Regions from separate parts of the Zea mays genome. Here region 1 is linked to region 2. Evidence: chromatin contacts called from public Hi-C data. All regions are on one chromosome and are shown on one strand. The core of a region is the stretch at or near the end of the contact, and the rest is flanking DNA. Distances in the headings are between cores, read along the strand shown.

Region 1 (4,611 bases), core at 912-3,411, 800 kb before region 2:
ACAGTGGTGGTAACCTGTTTTTCCCAGTCGGTCTTCAACGTTATGAAGAGAAGCACAACAGTCTGGACCAGCGTTCCGAGCAGCATGCCGATCCAGATGCCCTGCGTACGACGGTGGTGAACAGAGAACAGCCAAGGAGAGAGAGAGAGAGAGAAAGAGACCCATGCAGTACCTTCACATGAAGCCCCAGCGCGTAGCCCAGCACGGCTCCAAGAGGGATGCCGATGAGGTAGTACGAAGTGATGTTAACGTAGGCGACGACGCTCTGCCAGCCCGCGCCGACAGCGACGCCTGACAGCACTGGCTGGACGCTGTTGAGCAGTATGGAGAAGGCCAGCAGGGGCGAGAGGCCGGCGACTGCGTCCGCCACCGCCTGGCTGTCGGTGAATATGTAGGCGAGGCCTCCGCGGAAGAGGAGGAACAGCACGAACAGCACGGACCCGATGATGGAGGAGGTGGCCACCACGTTGTAGATGGCGAACTTGGCCCTCCTCGCGCTCCCGGCTCCCAGCTCGTTCGCCACCCGTACTCTGATGAATGATGAAGGCGTTGTGACTTGTAGTGAGTGTTGCTTAATGAAAATAAAAAGAAAAAGAAAGAATCTGGAGGTGGGTGGTTACCCGGTTGCCGCCAGAAAGCCGATGGAAATCATCATCTCCCAGCCGTTGATGTTGAGGCTGCACGTTTCATTCGCCGATACATATATAGTTAGCAGCTAGCTAGGACCTGTCCAGGATCTGTAGGACCTGCTGATGGCAACACAACACAACACAATGCGTAATCCCTACCATATTGAGAGGGCGTCCAGCGCAACCTCTGCGTTCTTCATGTACCCAGTGAGCAGCACCAGTATGGTGTTGTACCACAGCTCCAAACTGTAAAGCAGCGCAATTGAATCTGTATCACATGACCACATCACAGCGCTAGCCATAGGTGACGACTCTTCTCAATTTTACCAGAGCATGACGCCAGACGACAGCGACAGCCTGACGATGGCGGCGAGGTCGGCGAAGGCGGCGGAGGAGAAGCCGGTCCAGGTGCGCGGGCACCCGCCGAAGAAGACGAAGGCGAGCTGGCCGAGCACGGGGATCCACATGGCGACAACCATGGAGCCCATGACGCCGGCGAGGCCGAGGCGGAGCCTGGCGGTGGCCAGCCAGGACAGGAGCAGGTGGAGGCCGAGGTTCAGCATGGCCAGGTACGTGATCACCGCGTTCTTGCTCTGCGCCTGCAGGTACATCTGCAGCGTGAAGGACCACACGTAGGAGAACATCACGGGGATGTACCAGCGCGAGATGGTCCCGGCCACCGCCGCGATAGCCGGGTCCTGCCCCAGCGCCACCAGCAGCGGCTCCGTGAACAGGTACACGGGGAGCAGCGCCACGGCGCACGCGAACAGGATGATCCACGACCGCTGCAGGTAGATGCCCAGCATGTGGTACTGCCTCGCGCCGTACGACTGCCCGCACAACGTCTCCAGCGCGCTCGCCATGCCCAGCTGCAACGCAACGCAATGCAGACAGCAGAGCACGTCATTACGGTGTGTGTGCCGTGTACGTTACGTACTTGCTTGTGGTGTGGCCACAAATGAAAGGCTGCTACGTGACTGGTGGTGTGCTGTGTGTGGTCCGTGTCGTCGTCCCATGCAACTGTAGTTAGCTAGCAAGCTAGTAGATCTGAAGTAGACACGGAAAGGCTCACCAGGATGCCGTTGCTGAACCTCATGAGCACGGTGGAGACGAGCGCGTAGGCGGCCAGCTCCGTGGCGCCGATGTGGCCGATGAAGGCCTGGCTGATGACGGTGACGCCGAAGGAGGAGAAGCGCGTGAAGATGGACGGCCCCGCCACCACCCACAGCCTCTTGTTCTCCTCCCACACGCGCCGCCGCAGCGGCAGCGCCGACCACTCCGCCTCCGCCTTGCCGGCGCCAGCCCCGTCTCCTGCTGATGTTCCGTTGCGGTGCTGGTGGTCCGACGCCGCCCGTGGCTCCAGCAGCGGCGCCTTGTTCGTCGCCTCCTCGCCCCATCCGCCGCTGCTCTGCTCCTCTTCCATCTCGCCGTCGCCGGGGCTCTGTCTCTGTCTGCTTAGGAATCAAGAGGAGGTAGCAGTAGGGCAGTAGCACACGGGCGTTGGATGCCACAATAAGCAATGAGGAGCTGACATGGGTCCGTCGCGGCCGGGGTAGGTGTGGCATGCGTGGTTGAACGCGATGACAGTGGATCGGACGAGATTGCCCCCGCAGCTGTGGCGGTAGCTGGGTTGGTAGGGAGGGTACGACGGGCAATGAAGTCTTCCCTCCTCGGCTCCTCGCTAGATGGCCCCGCCGGCCAATCATCATCCTGACTCCTAAGGCCACACACGTGTATTGTTCCTCCTTTTTCCAGTCTAGGGGCGGCTGTGGCCCTCCTCAAGGCGGCCAGCCCGCAGGCCGCAGCACGCCTACCTCGTTTCCTAGAATTCTACACACATGCATCATACTCCCTCCAGTGCAGTAAAGGTAGTCGTTTAGGACATGATTGTGCATACCAAGGAGTGATTAATTATCATAGAGTTTTCCCTGTTTGCCCCTATTAAATAGGGATATGGGTGCATTAATGTCACTAAAACAATCAGGCTTGATTGGTTGCTGTAGCAGCTCCAAGGCATTCTAGACTGGAGGTCTCAAGTTTGATTCCTCTTAAATACATCTTTTTTTGTGCAATTACTAGGGGCAACAACGTCCAAATCTCAGACCCACGCGCGCCATGACTTCTTTTTGTGCACACTCGGTCACGCGCAGGATGACTTCTTTTACTGCACCGGAGGGAGTACATGGCCAGAGAGAGAGAGAGTAATACGTACGGAGTACGTACCTACGTACAACTATCCTATACCTAATAATAAGCTATCGACTTAGTTTGCCGATCAATCATTCGAATGAGCCGTAGAGACTCCAACTAACCCTTTTTTCAAATGCAACTGTAATCCATAAAAACAAAACATTGTAAAAACAGTAGAAATCGATACAAATTAAAGTCAAGCGAACAGGCTCTAAGGCCCTGTCCGCTTACTGTGTGACGCTTTCGACCTTCTTCGTTTTGTACGAGATTGTATCCGGAATCGTTCCGACTGATTAAATTTTATATAAATTAGAGAAGTAATCCAAATAGGAATTATTTCAGCCAACCAATCCATAAAAACCAAACAGGGCCTTCTTTGGAACCGTTCCAGCTGGAACCATAAGGCAAAACGCGCTCCCCGAGGTCGCGTAGGGTCGAATCACGATTCACCTGAGACCCCACTTATCGGCTGCCCAAAAACCACGTCTCGTCCAAGCCCATCCTCGAACAAAGGCCGTGCCCGCACGGATCCTCGACTGACCGAGGGCCCCGCCTCTGACGAGAAGCAAAAATCTGCCTCGCCCGAGGGCATCTCGGGCGAAGGCCTAGCCTCGAGCCCAGACTCGACCAAAAGTTCTCAGGAACCGCAAAATGTGCGCATTAAATGCGACTAGTACAAACACCTTCTCTGCCAATGACGCCGCAGTCAACAAAGGACAATGTGACCATGGTCCCATCTACTCTCACCGTTCACGATGACGCACGCCCACGAATATCGGGCACTGCTCCCCCGCTCCGGTCACTATTCTCAACAACTCCGGATGGGACATACGACATCTAGGCACAACCTTAGCCTCGGGAGGGAACTCCGCCTCGCCCGAGGTCGGCCTCGGCCTCAGGAGGGAACTCCGCCTCGCCCGAGCTCCGTGTCGGCCAAATGCCTTGGCAGTGGCGCATTAAATGCCACCAACTCCCCGCGAATCCCGCAGGAGACCACTCCGACTACTGTTCTGGCCACTCCCAGCATGACTGCATGTCCAGGCGCAAACCCGACCATAGCCTCAGGAGAAATCTCCGTCTCGCCCGAGCATGGCTTGGCCAACAACATCAACAAAAAGAACACCCGACACCACCAACCCTTTCGCAAAAAATGCTGACAACGGGATGGCTACAGAAACTATAGGGCTGATGTCAAGTTTGCTTTACACCATTTCGCATGAGATACATGTCGGATTACCATGCACTTTTCACCATACTAATCGCTATTTCAACCACTACGACTCAGACGTCTCGTCCATGGGATGGGCTCGGGTACGCATCCGAGCCCCGACCCTAGCCTCGGCTCTCTTCTTGGTCAAAATATGGATATAGGAACCAGACACCTGTAACACCCCTGGTGTTACTGTCACTAAAACTTGATCATAACATCATAAGCATTGGCATTGCATATGTTTGACACACCTAGAGTGCATTCACTAGGCAAAAATTTCAAACAAGTTGTATTGAGATGATATTTTGCAAATAAAACCCTAGAGTAGGGTACTTAACCTTAAAAGGGGTCAGAAGGGTAAAACAAAATCCAAATAGATAAAACACTAAAGCTTAAGTGAAATAGTCATGAAATGTTACTAAGAATGGACCTAAATTACATTCACACCCCTGAAATACCAAAAACCCTAAAAAGGAACCCTGGAAAACCCTAAACATAAACCATAGGGGGCTAAGTGCAAAATCAGTGCACTTTTGGACTAAAGTGTAAAAACCATGATAATAAGGTGTCCTTAGTCATATG
Region 2 (4,344 bases), core at 336-2,835:
AATATTCAAGACGATCAGAGAATGATCATCACTCTACTAAAAAATGACTTTTCAAGTCAACCTGAATTTACCACAATTATCTCTAGAAACCCCCCAAAAAAGAACAGAACCAGTGCTGGCAGCTCCCACATAAGTGGGGTATGGGGAAGTGATAACCGAGACAAGCCTTACCCCTACATTTTATGCAGAGGCTGCGTCAAACCCAGGACCTTTGGCCCAGAAGAAAGGCTTCTTACCACTGTGCTAAAATTTTAAAATATACGATATAAACTTGCTGCATTTTGCAATTTTTACTTCAATTATATTGTGTCACAAGGGGGGCACAAGAACGTAGCATTGCTGCTGACCAAAGAATACATGGGATCTATGCTTGAACACCACAAAAGCTGAGAAACTTGGGGGCCCAATGTGCAAGCAACGAACTCTAGAATGTGGTATATTCAACTGAACTTGTGATTGGGGAGCTGTGGATTTGTAATTTCGGTAATACCATTTTTATGCTAACCCACAGGACAGGAATTGACTCGCTTTCCTTTCTGCATAGGGCCTCGTTCGTTTGTCCCAGATTCATCCAGGAATCATTCCAGTTGACCAAAACTTATATAAATTAGGCAAACAATTCAGCTATCCCATCTGAATTTCTATCAATCTGAAACCCGAAACTGAGTAGGATACATTCCCAAACCTGACCTGGCACTGCCTTAAAATACACGTTAAATCTTATCAGCAGGCTCACATCACCTGCGAAGCATTCACAGCCTACTTCCACCGTATATGAAGCCAACTATAGACCCGCGCTCAAACCTAAAATCGAAGTTTGGGATCCCATAGACACATTGGCAATGCGAAAAATAGATCGTTTGCTTGCAGTTGCAGCTCTCCCGAATCCCAGCGCCAAATCCACTCAAAAGAAGAAAGAACGAAAAGAAAGAAAAAAAATCAAGGAGCAGGACAAGCAATCCGTCCAGAATTTGCTGTGCTTCGACAAAGGTGCAGGCCCGAAGCGGGGAGAGTGGAAAATCCAGGGCGAAACAGCGCCGCCCAAAATCCTACAGCTCAGGGAAACCCCGCGGCAGATCTAGAACGGAAAGCTACAAATCTAATCTACCCCAAGAAGGAAAAACCAAGTCCAGCAGAGCGCAGAGCGAGAGAGAGAGAGAGGGAGGGGAGGGTCGGGTCGTAGTTCGTACCTTCCATGGGGCGGGCGGGTCGTCGTCGTCGTCGTCGTCGCTAGATTGGAGCGGGAGTGGTAGGGGTAGAGCGACTACTCCTCCCCAACTGCCTCCGCGCAGGCGCAGCAGCTCCGTGGTCGCTGGACGGCCGCCCCAGCCCCGAGAAAAGACATCAGTCGCCCTCCGGAAACAGACGGAAGGAGGTAGAAAAAAGGTGGGGGGGTTTATTTCGGGAGAAATCGATCGGCGATTTCTTTTCTTTTCTTTGTTCTTCCCACCGATCCCCGAATTCCGGTGGCGAGCGACGGCAGAGCGGAGAGAGCTTTGACTGGGACTGCCAGTGCCAGCCCGACTGTTTGTTGATTTGTTCCCCCTTTCCTCGCTCGCCGGCTCGACTCGGCCGGCGGCCCCCAGACGGCCAGACCCCAGTGGACCTTTTCTCCTTTTTTTTTTCTTTTTTCCTTTTTTTTTACTGGGATAGGAGGAGTGGGAGATGGAGAAGGGAGCAGAGCAGAGCAGCAGAGCTCACCTTTTTGTGCGTGCGCGCGTGCGCTGTAGCTGAGCTGTGATGTTTTGGGCTTTTGCTTCTGTGGACTCTGCTGTTGGCTTGGCAGCAACTGTACACATGAGATGGATTATTTGGCTATTCATTAATCATTAGCACGTCCAAAATGCTCAGAATGCCCTAGTTCCGTCTGCTGTGTTATGTGGACACAAGAACATACACGTACGTACACACATGTATACACATACAAAGGATTATATATTGTTGGGTACCATATGTGACACCTGTGAGATGCGGGACAGTTGGGCTCTGTGATCGGATAGTTTGGGCCGGTACGCCCATACGCGAGGACAGTCTATGACTAAAATTAGATCAAGTCGATTAAACTTATTTTTCGTATGTGTTTATTTAACTAAACTCATGGATTCTATTGTAGAATACTTAGAAACGGATCTAGACTTCTCCTATATATATATATATACATATATATATATATATATATATATATATATATATATTAGAGCAGGTATAACGGGAGCCCTGGGCTTCGGATATTAAAGAAAGCCCAGGTCGGTTATGTGGTCTGGTCCGCTGAGACAAGCGCGCCTGTGTTACGCGGATAGACGGCATGCAGGGAAGACGACGCCGTTACGCGGTTGATTCAATGGCAAGGCGGTAAACATTTGGAAGTGGTGCGGAATTATAGGGAATAATTTCCACATGCAAACGTGATTACTCTGTTACGTGGGCACGAAATTTATGGATCTTGCATGAGGTGAAATGGTGGCGGGTAAATAGAATGTAGAATAAGATGTTGAAGGATATGGCATAAAATCGGTAATGTACAAAAAGTGCATAAATAGTATATACGTTGTGGCGTAAAATGTTGAGTCATTGTGCGTAAGTATTGTGTTAGGAAAATTAGTTTTATATGTACATCGCTAGAATATCGGGACGGTTTCGGAAAATAATGGAAATACCCTGGAAACGTGGATGCGGTTACTTGTATAGTATCCGTGATTTCCTTTCATCGGAAAAAACACCACAAAGCCTGCATAACCATTTGGAGGTGGAGATGGCCGGCTCTGGAGAGTCGCCGGCGATGGTAGGAGGTGGCGTTCATCTTGATCTAGAGACAGAGGGAGGAGTTGATGGTAACTCACTGGTCACACCACCTCCTGCTCTACTGGGTCTTGTAATCGACGAGATGAGTATAGGGGAAGAAGGAGAACAAATGGTCCGACCTCCTATATCCAATATTAGCTCCAGGGAGATGGATACGCCTCAAATACTGCATTCACATGTAAGTCCAATTGTTGTGTTTGATTCTTGATTGATTAGATTGTTATGATCATATTCCATCGTACAAACAACAATGTCAATTAATTTGCAGAAAAAAACATTGATCCAACTATAGTGCCAATGGTAGGGATGACTTTCAAGGATGTTGATGATGCATATAAATTCTATAAAAGGTATGCATATGAAGTTGGATTTCCACTAACGAAATACAGAGAGAAGACATTCAGTAAGTGGATAAATTGTTCACGTGAAGGTAAAAGTGCACCAAAATCAAATGATACACCTAGGATGAAGAATATGACTTCGGGGCGTACGCAATGTAAGGCTGGAATAAAATTAAAAAAAATATGATGATGAACAAAAAATGGTTGTAGCTGCAAAAATTGAGCTGGTAAACTTGGAGCATAACCATGAGTTCATAACTGACGAAGCAGAGAAACAACATTTACGTTGCAACAAAAGTAGGGATGCTGAATTCATAAATTTTGTTGATGCAATGCATGATAGCCGAGTGCCGCAGCATTGCATAGTTGATTTTATATCAGAAATGCATGATGGGCCAGAGAATGTACCGGTAACTGCTCAAGATCTGAAAACTATGTAAGCAATATTTTTTGTTTCATGTGTATACATTTAGTGCCATAAATATTACTATAGCAAATGTTTGTATAACCATTTTTTGTGCAAACAAATGTAGGAGGGCAGCAAGGAGACGAGAAAACTGCGTAAATGATGTAGCCAAACTTTTAGCTTTCTTTACAGAATGCAAGAAATAGAATCCACAATTTTTTTGTGATTTTCAGCTAGACAATGATGGAAAAATAGTGAGTATTTTTTGGTCACACGCAAGTATGCAGGGGGATATGCAGATTATGGTGATGCTGTGACATTTGATACAACACACAAGACAAATATATATGATAAACCACTGGGCATGTTTGTTGGAGCTAACAGCCATCTGCAGTGTACAGTGTTTGGATTTGTTTTGTTGGGAGATGAAACAGTGCAGACTTTTGAATGGGCTTTCAATTCATTCAAAACATGTATGGGATGCGAGGGTCCGAGAGTTATGCTAACAGGTATGATGTATGTCAATTTGTTATGCAAAAAATTGAATTAATTTATTGTGAAAGTAAATTAATAGTTTGTGAGCAATTGCAGATCAAGATCCTGCAATGTCAATTGCTCTAAGAACTGTATTTCCAAAAACAGTTCACAGACTGTGTTTATGGCATGTCCAGAACAGATTTATGCCATTATTAAATGAGATATATGCAAGGTTTGCTGATAAGGATTTTAAAACAACATTCCAATCTATTATACATCATCCATTAACTCCTCATGAGTTTGAATGTGCCTGGGAAA

What was found. Hi-C and Micro-C count contacts between places; a contact is called where the count stands out from the background.
Region 1: a Hi-C map of endosperm shows a contact between it and region 2, with 3 times the contacts expected there. The contact joins the promoter of LOC100273132 here to the promoter of LOC100217276 in region 2. A contact is called at or near these places in 2 of 25 Hi-C or Micro-C datasets (bundle sheath and endosperm).

The regions. Positions count from the first base shown.
Region 1 is chr2:153,847,167-153,851,777 of Zm-B73-REFERENCE-NAM-5.0, reverse strand. It overlaps LOC100273132 (putative MATE efflux family protein), which reads right to left and starts at 2,161. Exons shown (of 7, transcript NM_001147579.1): 1 at 1,702-2,161; 2 at 957-1,498; 3 at 789-875; 4 at 621-677; 5 at 173-530; 6 at 15-101. The coding sequence starts at 2,052.
Region 2 is chr2:153,049,585-153,053,928 of Zm-B73-REFERENCE-NAM-5.0, reverse strand. It overlaps LOC100217276 (Protein kinase superfamily protein), which reads right to left and starts at 1,585. Exons shown (of 2, transcript NM_001359575.1): 1 at 1,191-1,585. The coding sequence starts at 1,197.